Regions from separate parts of the Zea mays genome. Here region 1 is linked to region 2. A link is a contact called in public Hi-C data. All regions are on one chromosome and are shown on one strand. Each heading gives the region's core, a stretch centred on a gene start, on an enhancer-like site or on the middle of the called end of the contact. The rest is flanking DNA. Distances are from core to core; before and after follow the strand shown.

Evidence for each region. Hi-C and Micro-C count contacts between places; a contact is called where the count stands out from the background.
Region 1: a contact with region 2 is called in a Hi-C map of endosperm, with 3 times the contacts expected there. The contact joins the promoter of LOC100193360 here to the promoter of LOC100191935 in region 2. A contact is called at or near these places in 2 of 25 Hi-C or Micro-C datasets (ear and endosperm).

Annotation. Positions count from the first base shown.
Region 1 is chr8:65,084,845-65,091,583 of Zm-B73-REFERENCE-NAM-5.0, forward strand. It overlaps LOC100193360, which reads right to left and starts at 4,835. Exons shown (of 4, transcript NM_001363338.1): 1 at 4,774-4,835. LOC100501610 reads left to right here and starts at 5,117. Exons shown (of 1, transcript NM_001196294.2): 1 at 5,117-6,556. The coding sequence starts at 5,535. The coding sequence ends at 6,404.
Region 2 is chr8:64,920,275-64,927,550 of Zm-B73-REFERENCE-NAM-5.0, forward strand. LOC100191935 (VIP1 protein) reads left to right here and starts at 3,215. Exons shown (of 1, transcript NM_001137359.1): 1 at 3,215-4,165. The coding sequence starts at 3,245. The coding sequence ends at 3,853. It overlaps LOC103635288 (programmed cell death protein 5), which reads right to left and starts at 2,585. Exons shown (of 7, transcript NM_001352153.1): 1 at 2,373-2,585; 2 at 661-732; 3 at 477-526; 4 at 304-368. The coding sequence starts at 2,375.

The sequences.
Region 1 (6,739 bases), core at 3,585-6,084, 170 kb after region 2:
TCGGCGGGAAGCTACATCTCACTCGGGAGCAGTGGGAGGCCTGCCAGGGTGACAAGAAGAAGGGGGAGTCCTCCTCGACACGAGGCCGCAAACGCGGCAAGCAGCGCAAGGCGCATGGAGGCGCCCAGGCCGGGGCGCGAGGACATGCTGAGGGTGGTGCACGTGGAGGTGCCCAAGGCGGCGCCGTCGGCAACAAGAAGCCGGCACGAGACGACGGCTGTCACAACTGCGGCAAGCTTGGCCACTGGGCCAGGGACTGTCGACAGCCACGACGTGGTCAGGCCAACGTCGCACAGGCGGAGGCGGAGGAGGAGGCCCTGCTCCTGGCACATGCAAGCATCGAGCCATCTCCAGCGGCACCGGCCGCAGCGGCACTCCTCCACCTTGATGAGTCGAAAGCACGCGCTTTCCTCGGCGACGGCTCCAACAAGGACATGATCGAAGGATGGTGCCTCGACACCGGCGCCACTCATCACATGACCGGCCGACGGGAGTTCTTCACCGAGCTTGACTCTAGCGTCCGAGGCTCCGTCAAGTTTGGGGACGCCTCCGGCGTAGAGATCAAGGGCGCCGGCTCAGTCGTCTTCACCGCCGCGTCTGGTGAGCACAGGCTGCTCACCGGAGTCTACTACATCCCCGCGTTGAGGAACTCTATCATCAGCTTGGGACAGCTGGATGAGAACGGTTCGCGCGTGGAGGTTGAGCACGGAGTCATGAGGATCTGGGATCCCTCTCGTCGCCTTCTTGCCAAGGTACGCAGGAGTGCAAATCGGCTTTACATCCTCAATGTGAAGGTGGCACAACCTTGCTGCCTTGCTGCTCGTCGAGACGACGGGGCATGGCAGTGGCACGAGCGCTTCGGGCACCTTAACTTCGAGGCCCTGAAGCGGCTCAGTGCCAAGGAGATGGTACGAGGCCTGCCGTGCCTTGACCATGTGGAGCAATTCTGCGATGTCTGCGTGTTGACAAAGCAGAGACGGCTCCCCTTTCCCTAGCAGTCGAGCTTCCGAGCCAAGGAGAGGCTCGAGCTCGTGCATGGGGACTTGTGTGGCCCGGTGACACCAGCCACACCAGGAGGACGACGCTATTTGTTGCTGCTCGTCGACGATCTCTCCCGCTACATGTGGGTGATGATCCTTGGCAGCAAGGGAGAGGCTGCGAACGCCATCAGGCGTGTGCAGGTCGCTGCGGAGGCGGAGTGCGGCCGCAAGCTGCGCGTGCTGCGCACCGACAACGGCGGCGAATTCACGGCGGCTGAGTTCGCGTCGTACTGCGCGGATGAGGGCGTTCAGCGCCACTACTCCGCGCCGTACAGCCCGCAGCAGAACGGCGTCGTCGAGCGGCGCAACCAGACGGTTGTGGGGATGACTCGGGCTCTCCTCAAGCAGAGAAGAATGCCAGCTGTCTTCTGGGGAGAGGCGGTGGTGACAGCGGTTTACATCCTCAACCGCTCGCCCACCAAGGCTCTCAACGGGATGACACCGTACGAGGCTTGGCATGGGCGCAAGCCGGCGGTCTCTCACCTACGGGTCTTCGGCTGTCTCGCATTCACCAAGGAGCTTGGCCACATCAGCAAGCTCGACGATAGGAGCACCCCAGGGGTGTTCATTGGCTACGCGGAGGGCTCGAAGGCCTACCGCATCCTTGACCCAAGAACACAGCGTGTGCGCACGGCGTGCGACGTAGTGTTCGATGAAGGGCGAGGATGGGCGTGGGACAAGGCGGTGGACGACGGCACGACTCCGACGTACGACTTCACCATCGAGTACGTCCATTTTGAGGGAGCTGGGGGAGTAGGCAACTCTTCTCCGAGCAGGTCTACCCCAGCCCCCAAGTCTCCACCGACTCCAGCGCCAAACTCTCCAGCTCCTGCTACAACGAGCTTTTCACCACCACGCACTCCAGCCACGACTCCGGCTACAGCGAGCTCTTCGCCACCACGTACTCCAGCACCGACGGTACCCTCTCCGGGAACGTCCTCTCCGACACCAGCTCGCGTCGAGCACGACCCAGTGGAGCTCGTGACCCCTCTGTCCCGCGACGAGGAGCGCGTCGACGCGTGCTACGACGGCGAGCCGTTGCGGTATCGAAGGGTGGAGGGCCTTCTCATCGACCCGTCGGTGCCAGGCCCTGCATCTCGCATTCTGGCAGGAGAGTTGCATCTTGCATGCGACGATGATGAGCCTCGGTCTTTCGCGGAGGCCGAGAAACATGCGGCTTGGCGTGCCGCGATGCAGTCGGAGATGGACGCGGTTGAGACGAACCGCACCTGGGAGCTCGCTGATCTCCCTCATGGTCATCGCGTGATCACCCTTAAATGGGTGTTCAAACTGAAAAGGGATGAAGCCGGCGCCATCGTCAAGCATAAGACTCGCTTGGTGGCACGCGGTTTCTTGCAGCAGGAGGGGATCGACTTCGACGATGCCTTCGCCCCTGTAGCACGGATGGAATCCGTGCGACTCCTCCTCGCGCTGGCAGCCCTGGAGGGCTGGCATGTTCATCACATGGATGTCAAGTCGGCGTTTCTTAACGGCGACTTAAAGGAGGAGGTCTACGTACACCAGCCGCCAGGTTTTGCGATCCCTGGCAAGGAAGGCAAGGTGTTGCGCCTGCGCAAGGCTCTCTATGGCCTGCGACAGGCACCGAGGGCGTGGAATGCCAAGCTAGATTCCACGCTCAAAGGAATGGGTTTCACGCCAAGCCCGCACGAGGCGGCCATCTATCGGCGGGGCAATGGAGGAAGTGCCCTGCTGGTGGGTGTCTACGTCGACGATTTGGTGATCACCGGCGCCAAGGATGCAGAGGTGACAGCGTTCAAGGAAGAGATGAAGACCACCTTCCAAATGAGTGACCTGGGGCATCTCTCCTTCTACCTGGGGATTGAGGTGCACCAGGGTGACTCCGGGATCACACTTCGCCAGACCGCCTATGCCAGGCGCATTGTTGAGCTGGCTGGGCTCACCGACTGCAACCCAGCTCTCACTCCGATGGAGGAGAGGCTGAAGCTGAGTCGCGACAGCACGACGGAGGAGGTGGATGCTACTCAGTACCAGCGTCTTGTGGGGAGCCTTCGCTACCTCGTCCACACACGGCCTGACTTGGCATACTCCGTCGGCTACGTTAGTCGGTTTCTGCAGCGACCGATGACGGAGCATGACCAGGCTGTGAAGAGGATCATCCGCTATGTTGCGGGGACTCTCGACCACGGTCTCTACTACCCGAGGTGCCCTGGGGAGGCACACCTTGTCGGGTACAGCGACAGCGACCACGCCGGTGACATCGACACTAGCAAGAGCACAAGCGGGATCCTCTTCTTCCTCGGCAAGTGCCTCATTAGCTGGCAGTCGGTCAAGCAGCAGGTGGTGGCCATGTCCAGCTGCGAGGCCGAGTACATAGCGGCGTCCACTGCTTCGACTCAGGCGCTCTGACTGGCTCGACTGCTCGGTGATCTCCTCGGAAGAGACACTGGAGCAGTGGAACTCAGGGTGGACAGCCAGTCCGCTCTGGCATTGGCCAAGAACCCCGTGTTCCATGAACGGAGCAAGCACATCCGGCTGAGATACCACTTCATCCGAGACTGCTTGGCGGAAGGGAGCATCAAGGCGCGTTACATCAACACCAAGGATCAGCTTGCAGACCTGCTCACCAAGCCCCTTGGGAAGATCAAGTTTGTTGAGCTTTGCTCCAGGTCCGGGATGACCCAACTTTCTCACAAGACGACGCCCAAGACTTAGGGGGAGAATGATGGAATAAGTCTTGAGCATCTAGAGGACAACAGTCGCTTTTGACTGTCCTCTGTAGTCCTTTAGCATCTAGAGGACAGCTTGACTGTCCTCTGTAGTCTCTTTAGCATCTAGAGGACAGCAGTCGCTTTTTAACTGTTCTCTGTAGTCGCTTTAGCATCTAGAGGACAACAGTCGTTTTTGACTGTCCTCTGTAGTCTCTTTAGCATCTAGAGGACAATCCTGTTGTGTAGTGTGTGTGAGAAGGTGTGGTAGTGCAGCCTCTAGGGCTATAAATATGGGTCTCCAACCCTTAGATGGGTATGGCATTGTGTAGCGTTTGAGGAAATAAACAGAAAAATTGTCCCAACTCATAGTGTCATCCTCTGATGAGAGTTAGAGTCTCTCTACTTACAGTCCATTGACTTAAAATTACACTAAAAACACTACATAGCATATTATAAAATATGCAAACTAAACTCTAAAGTATGTCTTTTGTAACTTTAAATCTTGTTGATTCAATTTATATTTATTTGATATATTTAATTTAAATTTATCTTTAAATATTGCACTTCCTAACATGGATGAATTCCCCGCATGGATACATTTCCCAACGGGGACATGGATGGGTAAAACCTTCCTCGTGAGCATTCGTAGGGATGGTGACAGGATGTGGAGCCATTCTTCGACGGGGAATTTCTCTTTGCCATTCTTAAGCACAGCCCATGAGCCCATAGTTTTGCGATAGCCGACACTCTCAACTAGTAAGAGAGGCCTCGAATCTGTACATGGCCTCGAATTTTGCCGGCACAACCCTGGGCGAAACCCACCAAATGGTATAGCCCCTAGCAAGGTGGTAATTCGTACTACTAGGCTACCAAATACCGAACCGTTTAAGTTCATTAATCATCAATTCGGTCCAGCAAAAAAAAAAATCCACCGCCGTTCATTTTGATTCGACCTGGCTCCGCGCATACGACCTCAGCGGTGGAAATTACAGGAATGCGAATAAGAACTTCAGAAGGTTTAGGTTTAAAGGCTAAGGCCATACCGCAGGTAGCGTACTTGCGCTCCCGGAAGGAGACGAGGAGGTGTACAGGTCGGCCATTCCGGATGCGCGGTACAGGCAGGACCGAGGGGAAGGGAAGAGCCTTGCCGAAAGCGCCGGACGCGAGGATCGCCGCTGGTCGGAGAACCCGAGGGGACAACCGGCCGAGGGTTGTTGGGCCGCCGGTGGTAATGGGCTAATTGATAGCCTGCTAGTTCATGCTTTTTGTTGGACCAGGCCCACTAATGCTTTCACCTTATGAGCATGGAAACGGGATCTGAGGCTCCCGCGGTCCCGCCACCACCTCTGTCCTTTGATGCCCGATGCCAGCCACCGCCACGGTACAGCGCCGACTCCGCCGCCCGAAGAAGTTTCCGTACAGGCCAAAGCCCCCGCCGGAGCCGCATCCTTTCCTCCTCCACCTCAAGTCCCTTCCTTCGCCCGTGGCCGCCGCGGCCTCGCTCCTCTCTGCGCCGCGCCACCTCCACGACCACCCTTTCGCGGCGTGTGTACTGTACCGCGTCGCACGCGCGCGCCTCTTCCCGCTCCTCCCCCCGCTCCTCGCCGCGCTCCGTTCCCTCCGCGTCCCGCTGCAGCCCACCGCGTTCGCCGCGCTCATCGACCACCTCGGCGCCGCCTCCCGGCCCGACGCCGCGCTACTCGTCTTCCGCGCCGTCCCAGCCTTCTGCTCGCACTCCAACGCCACGTTCCACGCCCTCCTCCACTCCCTTGTCTGCAACGGCCGTGTGGACGCCGCGCGGGACATGCTCCCGGAGGCTCCTAAGCTAGGCGTCCGGACCAACGCGGTCTCCTACAACATCATCCTCAAGGGTGTTTGCCACCGGGACGGGTTCTCGGGCGCCCGTGTGGTGCTCGACGAAATGCTCGCCCGCGGCGTGCGCCCCACGGTGGTGACGTTCAACACGCTGGTGGGGTCGGCGTGCCGGGAAGGGGAGCTGGCCGCGGCGGAGCGGCTCGTGGACGAGATGACGCGCCGGGGTGTGGCACCGAACGCCGTGACTTACGCCCTGTTAATGCAGGGGCTCTGCGACGCCGGGCGGTACGACGACGCCAAGAAGCTCTTGTTCGACATGGAGTACCGGGATTGCCAGCCCGATGTGGCGAACTACGGCGTGCTGATGAGCGCGTGCGCGGCGTGTGGGGACGCCGACGGCGTTAAGGGGCTGATCTCCGACATGCGCAAGCGGAAGATGAAGCCCGACGACGCGAGCTACAACGTCCTGATCAGGTGCCTCTGCGACGCCGGCAGGGTCGACGAGGCACATAGGGCGCTGGTCGAGATGCAGCTCAAGGATGGAACAGCGCCGAGCGCCGCCACCTACCGCGTCCTCCTCGACGGGTGCTGCGAAGCGCGCGACTTCGACCTGGGTCTGCGAGTTTTTAACGCGATGCTTGCAAGCGGCCACTGCTCTCTGCCCCCCACGTTCAGGCGGCTGGTGAGAGGGCTCGGCGAGGACGGCAAGGCGGAGGAGGCCTGCTTCGTCTTGGAGCAGATGGGGCAGAGGGGGATGCGGCTGGATGCACAAGGGTGGCAGTCTGTCGCTGCATGCGTTTGCAGCAGCATCAGCGCAAGTGAGATGAAGCTCGTCGATCACCTGATGTCGTCGTCTTGATACTCAGTTCGAGTGGGCCATCTCCAGCATTCGTGTAAACGTGCAAATTATTTTTTATACTATTTGTAAAATGGAGTTTAAAATATGGAGATGGAGTGAGATAGAGTGGGATATGGAGTCTGTTGGAGATAGGTAGTCTGACATTGTTGTACTGGTGTATTTGATTATTTGATTTTGATAATCGTTAGGAGGCAGCTGTTAAATACACCAAAGTTTCTTTATTTTTTCAGCTTAGATGTTGATCGTTTTACGTTAGAATTTAGCTGAGCCCTAAGAGTTTTTACCAAGGAAGTCAAAATATGGGTCTTGTTTAGTACTTCCAGCCAGTTGCAATA
Region 2 (7,276 bases), core at 1,965-4,464:
GGCCCTAGCCACATAACGCTGCTGACCTCACTCCAAAACTTCCACTAGCAAAGAACAGGAACTAAAATTCAGAAGCGAAAAATTAACAGACTGCAATCATACAAGAAAAAAATTAACAGAAGAACTTTTGTGAAGTATTTCATCCGACTTTAATGGGCAGACTTGCAAGGCTCCCTAAAAACACATAAAAGATGAAACATACAAGAAAAAAACCTTACTTTGAGCAGCCATTCAAACCTTACTTTTTTTAAATGTATTAAGCACATATATAAATAAGACATGACATCCATAACAAGAACTTACTCCTTTCTCTGGCTTCAGAAGATAATATCTGAGCAAGCATCATCTGTCGGCGTTCCTCAGCTTCCCTAATAGAGAGTTAGATTCAAATTCAGTATTTGCCAGGTTCCACAGAACATAGCTTGAGATGATGAGCTGTAACATTTAGGAGAAGATGGTGGAGGAATAGACCATACTGTTTCGCGTCTTCCTGAGCTTTTTGTTGGCTTGCATTTTGTTGATTTGCCTAATTAAAAGTTAACATTAGATCAAAAGTCAGTCAACTGAGGAGCACCAAAACAAGCACTTGTGTTAGCAAGGAGATCTACATGTGAGTATGTGACAGCTTCAATTTATGTCATAGAGAGTTTGGTATCTTACCCCACCGCCACCGTGTTTTGCCATTAGTTCTTCCATCCTTCTCTTCCTGATAGCTTCCAATTCTGGGTCAGCCTGGCAAACAAAATTGTATAATTCCATCAGAAGTGAACCAACAAAAGCGTATGGCTGTGGATACTGGATAGAAGTAATCTGTTCCTGCTTGTGCCATATCAAAAGCCAATCAATACATCTGAATGGCCTAAATTCAAATGAATTTAAGATATTTTCCTTTCCTTAAAATACCAAGTTAAACAGAAATATGAAAATATTTAAGAAAAAAGAAGTCGACTAATACTGATTTACTCTAACAATTTCTAATTGTGAGTCAAAAATGACATGGAAGACTGTCACAAAATATCAGAGAAGTAATCCTTCAAAGGTAAAGGAAGACATGCTGAACGGCTGATATTAGATATAAAGGCACACATTTGTGATCATCCAGTTCAATTCCCCCTTTGTGATCAAGAGGATGAATCAGTGCAACATCTTTTGATTTCTTGTGTCTTCTCTAGGGAAGTGTGGTTTAGGATTTTCTCCATGGTTAATCTGCGGCATTTCTCCGCCACAAGGGCTGATTTGGTTTTCCAAGATTGGTGGGCTAATTTGGAGGGCAAGGTCCCTCATGTGCTGTGCAAAGGGATTAACTCCCTTGTGATGTTGGTGGCATGGTGGCTTTGGAAGCAGCGGAATAAATGTGTGTTTGAAGGGGATGCTCCTAGTGGCAACCAAATTATACAGAACATCAAAGATGATGCTCAGAGGTTGTGTCTGGCAGGTGCCAAAGATTTGTGCACCATCTGGCCTTAGTTTAGGGGCAGTTGTTGACGTCTTTTGGCTGTCTTCTATAAAATGTTTATGTGTATTTTTGTTTCTGGCCACCGTAAGGTGGGTTTTCCTTTTTCTTTTGCTTTTTACACTATACTCTGGTCTTCTTTAGACCATTGTTGTTTCTTCTATCTTCTTAATATATTTAATGCGAAGTTCTACTGCTCGTTTTAGAAAAAAAAAGATATAAAGGCACACAAAACACGACAGAAGAGATGGAAGGAATCCTCCAACCCTAACAGAATGATACTGCCTCTGTTCCAAATTATAAGATGTTTTGGTATTTTCTAATCGATAGCTTTTGCTATACACTATGTCTAGATGCATAGTAAAAAGAGTGTATCTAAAAAAAGTCAAAACATCTTATAATTTGGAACGAAGAGAGTACCAGATATGAACATGGCACACACAACACGACAAGGTATGAAAGGAACACGAGCCTCAAAATTACTCTCAGGAAGCTTGCATGAGCAGCTTCAAATAACAACACTCCAGCTCATCTCTAAAGCTCGCAAAACCACTAAATTTTCCCCGTTATTCAGTAATTTTCATCGTTTGGACTTTGAACCAGAACAATGACAAAGGTATTCAAAACATCAACTGCTCAGTCTAGAGTGCTAAACTAGATTGGGCGCAGGTCTCCTTGTGCTTTCTCAGACAACTAAACCAGTAGGGAATGAATCCGAGCGAGGCATTAAGCATAAGAACAGGGATCAGGATGAGTAAGTAATCAAACAACTCATCACAAAGGGGAATCGCAGACCGCAGCCCATCAGATACGTGATCTTCCCACTAAAACAGAACTTAAACCCTAAGATTCAAACACAGACAGAAGGCCACAGATCCTCGCAACCAAGAATAAATGGAAATCACAGCGCCAATCTCACCATCTTGCGCGCGCGCAGCCGAGAGATCGCAAGGCTCTGAGCTCCGAACCTCACTTGAGCGGGGACGGCGTCCACGGTGTGCTCTGGCAGAAAACAGCGAATCGAGCTTCTTCTTTTCCGCGTGTGTGCAACGCCGAACCCCAACGTCTTATCTCAACCATCCGATCTGAAGTCCCTTCTCCACGCCGTCCGATCGGAACATCGACATCCCTTATTCCTTTGGTGAGAGCCGTGATGCCAATGTGTACATACCTGTCGTCGGTTAGTTATCCATATACGCACGGAGTATAAAATCTACCTATACTCATATACTCATACTTGTATGGGTAATTTTATCCGTCGGATAACCTAGTACCCGCTAAGAAGATATCAAATTATAATATTTTGATTATTCAAAATATCAAATAAATATAAAAAATAAGTTTATCTTAAAATATAACAAACCATATAATTATATAACTTGATAGTAAATAAACAATAGTCAAAGAAGGTTTTTATTTTAACTAAGATAGATTTTATTAGATAATAATAATAATAATAATATACATATATATTCTATACATGGTATGCGAGTATGGATAGTATCCACCTGTATCCGTTACCTAATGGGTAGAGATTGTTGTCTACTAATGTACCTGTGGTATAAAAGTTATCTTATAGCCGCTTATATATCGGGTAAAACACGTTCCGGTTTTGGTACCCATTACCATCTGATATTGCAGCATCTCGCTGGCCTACAGGTGGGCCCAAAGGTACCTCTCTCTCCACAGTCCACACCTTCTCTATCTTTTTTTCTATTCCCATTTCCATTCTCGCACCGCATCCACCGCGCCGCCGCGAGAGAGGGTGAGTACTGAGGAGGAGGGTTTCCGATGGAGAACGGCGAGGATACGTTCGCCTCCCCCACCGCCGCCGCCGCGGACTTCTCCACCAACGGCGGGGACGGCACGCCCAAGCTCCACGACGCGGCGGACGAGATCGAGTCCCTCCGCGCGGCGAAGCGCGACCTGGAGGAGAAGCTCGATGCCGTGCGCCACGAGAACCAGTTCCTGTCCTCCGAGTCCCGCCGCCTTGAGGTTCTCGTGTCCCAGGCCCGCGAGGAGGTCGCCGCCGCCGAGCAAGGTGCTGCCACCAACGAGAGCGAGGCCGCCACGCTCCGCAGCGAGGTCGAGCGCCTCCAGGATCTCCTCGCCGCGGAGAAGGCTAGCCATGAGGAGGAGATGCGCAGGGGTGCACGGCTCGGGGACCAGCTGCAGACCGCGTACCAGGAGAAGGCCGCCCTCGAGGAGGAGATCGAGACCCTGAAGGGTTCCGCCACTGCCGAGGGCAAGGGCGTGGAAGAGGGATGTGATTCTATTGCTGCCAGGGCCGGGACGCCTAAGGATCAGGGCGTGGTGCCTCCCGCACTGGTGGCTGCCGCGGCTGCTGGAGCAGCTGCCACGGCTGGCATCGCAGTGGTCTTGTTCAACCTCAAGAGGTAATCTGGTGGTCCGTTGCGCGGAAGTTTTGATCTGCTGCTATGGCCTATATGAGAATGGGTTAACCGTTTTGTTAGTGTCACTGGAGTCGTAGTAGTAGTATCTTTACTATCAGCTGGATAATAGACTAGATGAACATGTATGGCACGTACCTTTACTTTCTGAAGTTTTCAATGATAATAAGAGTCGTGAACACAAACATGAGGGATAATTGAGTTCTTGTCTGGTCTTTTGAGTTGCACCTGATTCCAGACTTTGAATTATTATGACTTGGATGGTTTGTACTGTTAGAGGAAAGATGGTGCTACTTTGTTTAGTTGATGCCTGAGATGTTTTTTTATTGCAAATTTGAAATATGCATGATTGTTTGCATGTATCTCACAGCTTGATGCTTGTAGAGATGTTTGTTGGATGATATGCTGACTGCTAGGCTATATCGCTAGTAATTGAAGATGTGTTGATCTGAATGGATTATCAAACGAATATATTGTGTGCATCTATGAATTTGTTATTGAGGATCTATCATCTATGGATTTATTAGCTGGGTTATTGCTATGTGACTTAATATTGATCACTATCAAGCAATTGACTAATGTTTTCCTCTTCTTTATAAGTGAAGTTGTTACCTTGATTAGTGTTCGTCAGCAAAACATTACTGCTTCTGCTGTTTGCGCTTAGGTTGAGACTAATAGGCGAGAGAAATAAATAGACATTACGAATTTCATGGTATCACGGTTAAGTTAGCAAATGAACCAAGTACATATACTTCGATTAAAGAGGGTAGAGGTCAGTATATTCTAGAACTTCCAGCGGTTAGCAATTTGGTTCGAAGAGTTAAAACTTTGCACATCTCTTATGTGCTCAGGTAATTGGGAGATACTTTGACCAGCACCTGATTGTTGCTCCTTTTTGCTCATAGATAAATAGTTATATATGGCTACCTGTTGCTCCAGACATTTTTTTTAAACAATTATCGTAGAACCGAGCCCATATTACTTGATTATAAGAATAGGCTGAAGTATAACCAAGCACTTTCTAGCTTCTACGATTCGATCTGCACCTGATTCTTCTGAGTGTGTGTACACACTATCATATTGCTGAATCTCCTTGTGTAAAAGAAGAAACCATGTGGCTTGTCTGTTTGTAGACAACTGTAACAATGTAACGTATTGGTGGAGTCTATCTTAATTCTGTCGGTCATCTTCTATCCAGTGGCTTTCATTGGGATGTCACAAGTATTTGTGATGAGGAGCAGTAGAGATTTAGTGTTTCCATGGGTATGTTCTTATATTATTGATAAATGACCAGTTGCCTACACAGGCCATTTGTATCAGGGTGTGCTCAAGTGCCATTTTTTTCAGTGGCGGTTATCTCTCTCTTGCATTTTGTTGATGATGGAAGATATGTGGTGTCAGGAAAAGCGTGATGGATGGTAGATTTTTGGACGCTTGGAAGTGGGCTTGGCGTAGATTTCTGTGTTGGCTTTGGTTGCATTGCATGGACAGCGCGATTAGTTCCGACATGTCTCATTTTTGCCATGTATCAGATACTAGTTCTCATACTGATCGGTTCCTACAAAATGATATACTACTACCGTTACCTGATTAGATCTGGTAGTCGTGCAGTTCAGTTCGGTTCAACTCCTATAAAATGGTAATGCCGTCTGGAAGGTGACAAGTTCCTCAGTGACGAGCTTTTCGCATGCACGATTGTGGGCGTAAACATACTCTTGTCCTGTCCATAGTTGAAATGACTGATGTATATATATATATATATATATATATATATATATATATATATATATATATATATATATATATATATATATATATATATATATATATATATATATATATATATATATATATATATAGCGATGGTAATGGAAGCCCTGAGCTTCATATAGGTGCGCGGAGCGCCAGCCAGACGAGTCGATCCTGGTCGAACCGAATGGGCCTATCCAGGCGGCCCGCATTAATGCACTACAATTATGCAATTATAATAGCTAATACAAATATGCGTAAACCGACGTGGGCCACTTGTTCGAACGTGGGTCGGTGACGTGTAACCCGTAAATTGGGGAAGCGCATTTAAACAGACAGTTACGACACCGTAAATCTATGTATAAAAGCGCATAAATGGCTGTTACTCCCACGATCAGAGCGCCCACGATCAGCGCGGCCACGATCCTAAAATTCAGCAGATAATGGATATGCGTCGTGAATTTCGCGTCCACGATATTGGATATACGCATGGTACAGGGAAAATAATCATAATCTTCCAAAAAAAGTGGACAGTACGCATCATTTGATAGGGCGCGGCTGGGTGAAGGGTGTAATTGCTCTGGAAGATGGCGGCGCCATGGGGTAACAAGTCCATAAGTGAGTATACGACGCCGACGTCTATTCATCGACCAAACCAATGCTTGGATATCGTAACAATGGTGCAGGAAGAACAACAAGGAGGGAACCAGTTAGCGTCAGATGCAAGTACGCATACAGAATCAACTACTGCTGTAGATGCAATTACTCCACCAGCAGCTTTGAGGGCCCCGGGGGTTGATGATCAGACCATATTTGAGGCATCGAGGATGACAGTAAATCAAGGAGGACAACACCTTAATACTATGCGTACTATTGGTGATCATGAACAGGACACACCAGTGATTCTGCAGAGACATGTAAGTAATATTGAACTGATTTGAATTTTCAGTATTGTAGGTTAAATTGTATACAGTAGAATGCAGCTACAGATGGTATGACATTCAGTAGTTATATTGTGCATACACTGTAAAACTATGGTCAGAAAATTGTTATGATGTACATACAACATAAAAATATGTAGGGTACCATACATGATACAATTTATATTTTTGCACAGGAAGTTACAATTGATCCGAGATTGGTACCTAAAGTTGGTATGACATTCAGTGGGGTGGATGAAGCATATAAATTTTATAGTAGGTATGCATATGAAGTTGGATTTCCATTGAAAAAATATAGGGAACGGAAAAATTGTAAGTGGTTGAATTGCTCGATGGAAGGCAAAAGTGCAGTAAGGGGAATATCAAACCCAAAGGTACGTAGTACCAGTTCGAAGCGGACACAATGCAAGGCCGGTATGAAACTTAAAAAAATTTATGATGATGCAAAAGAGACAGTTATATCAGTGCGTATTGATCTGTTGCACTTGGATCATAATCATGAATTTTTTAAAAAGGATACCGAAAAGAATCAATTACAATGCAACAAGACGCATGATCCTGAATACATGGAGTTCATAAGTTCAATGCAAGAGAGTCGAATCCCGCAACATTGTATTATGGATTATGTATTAGAAATGCACGGTGGTCCTGAGAGTGTGCCTGTAACAGCACAGGACATGTATAACCTGTAAGTTTATAATATGTTTCGGTTGATATTCATA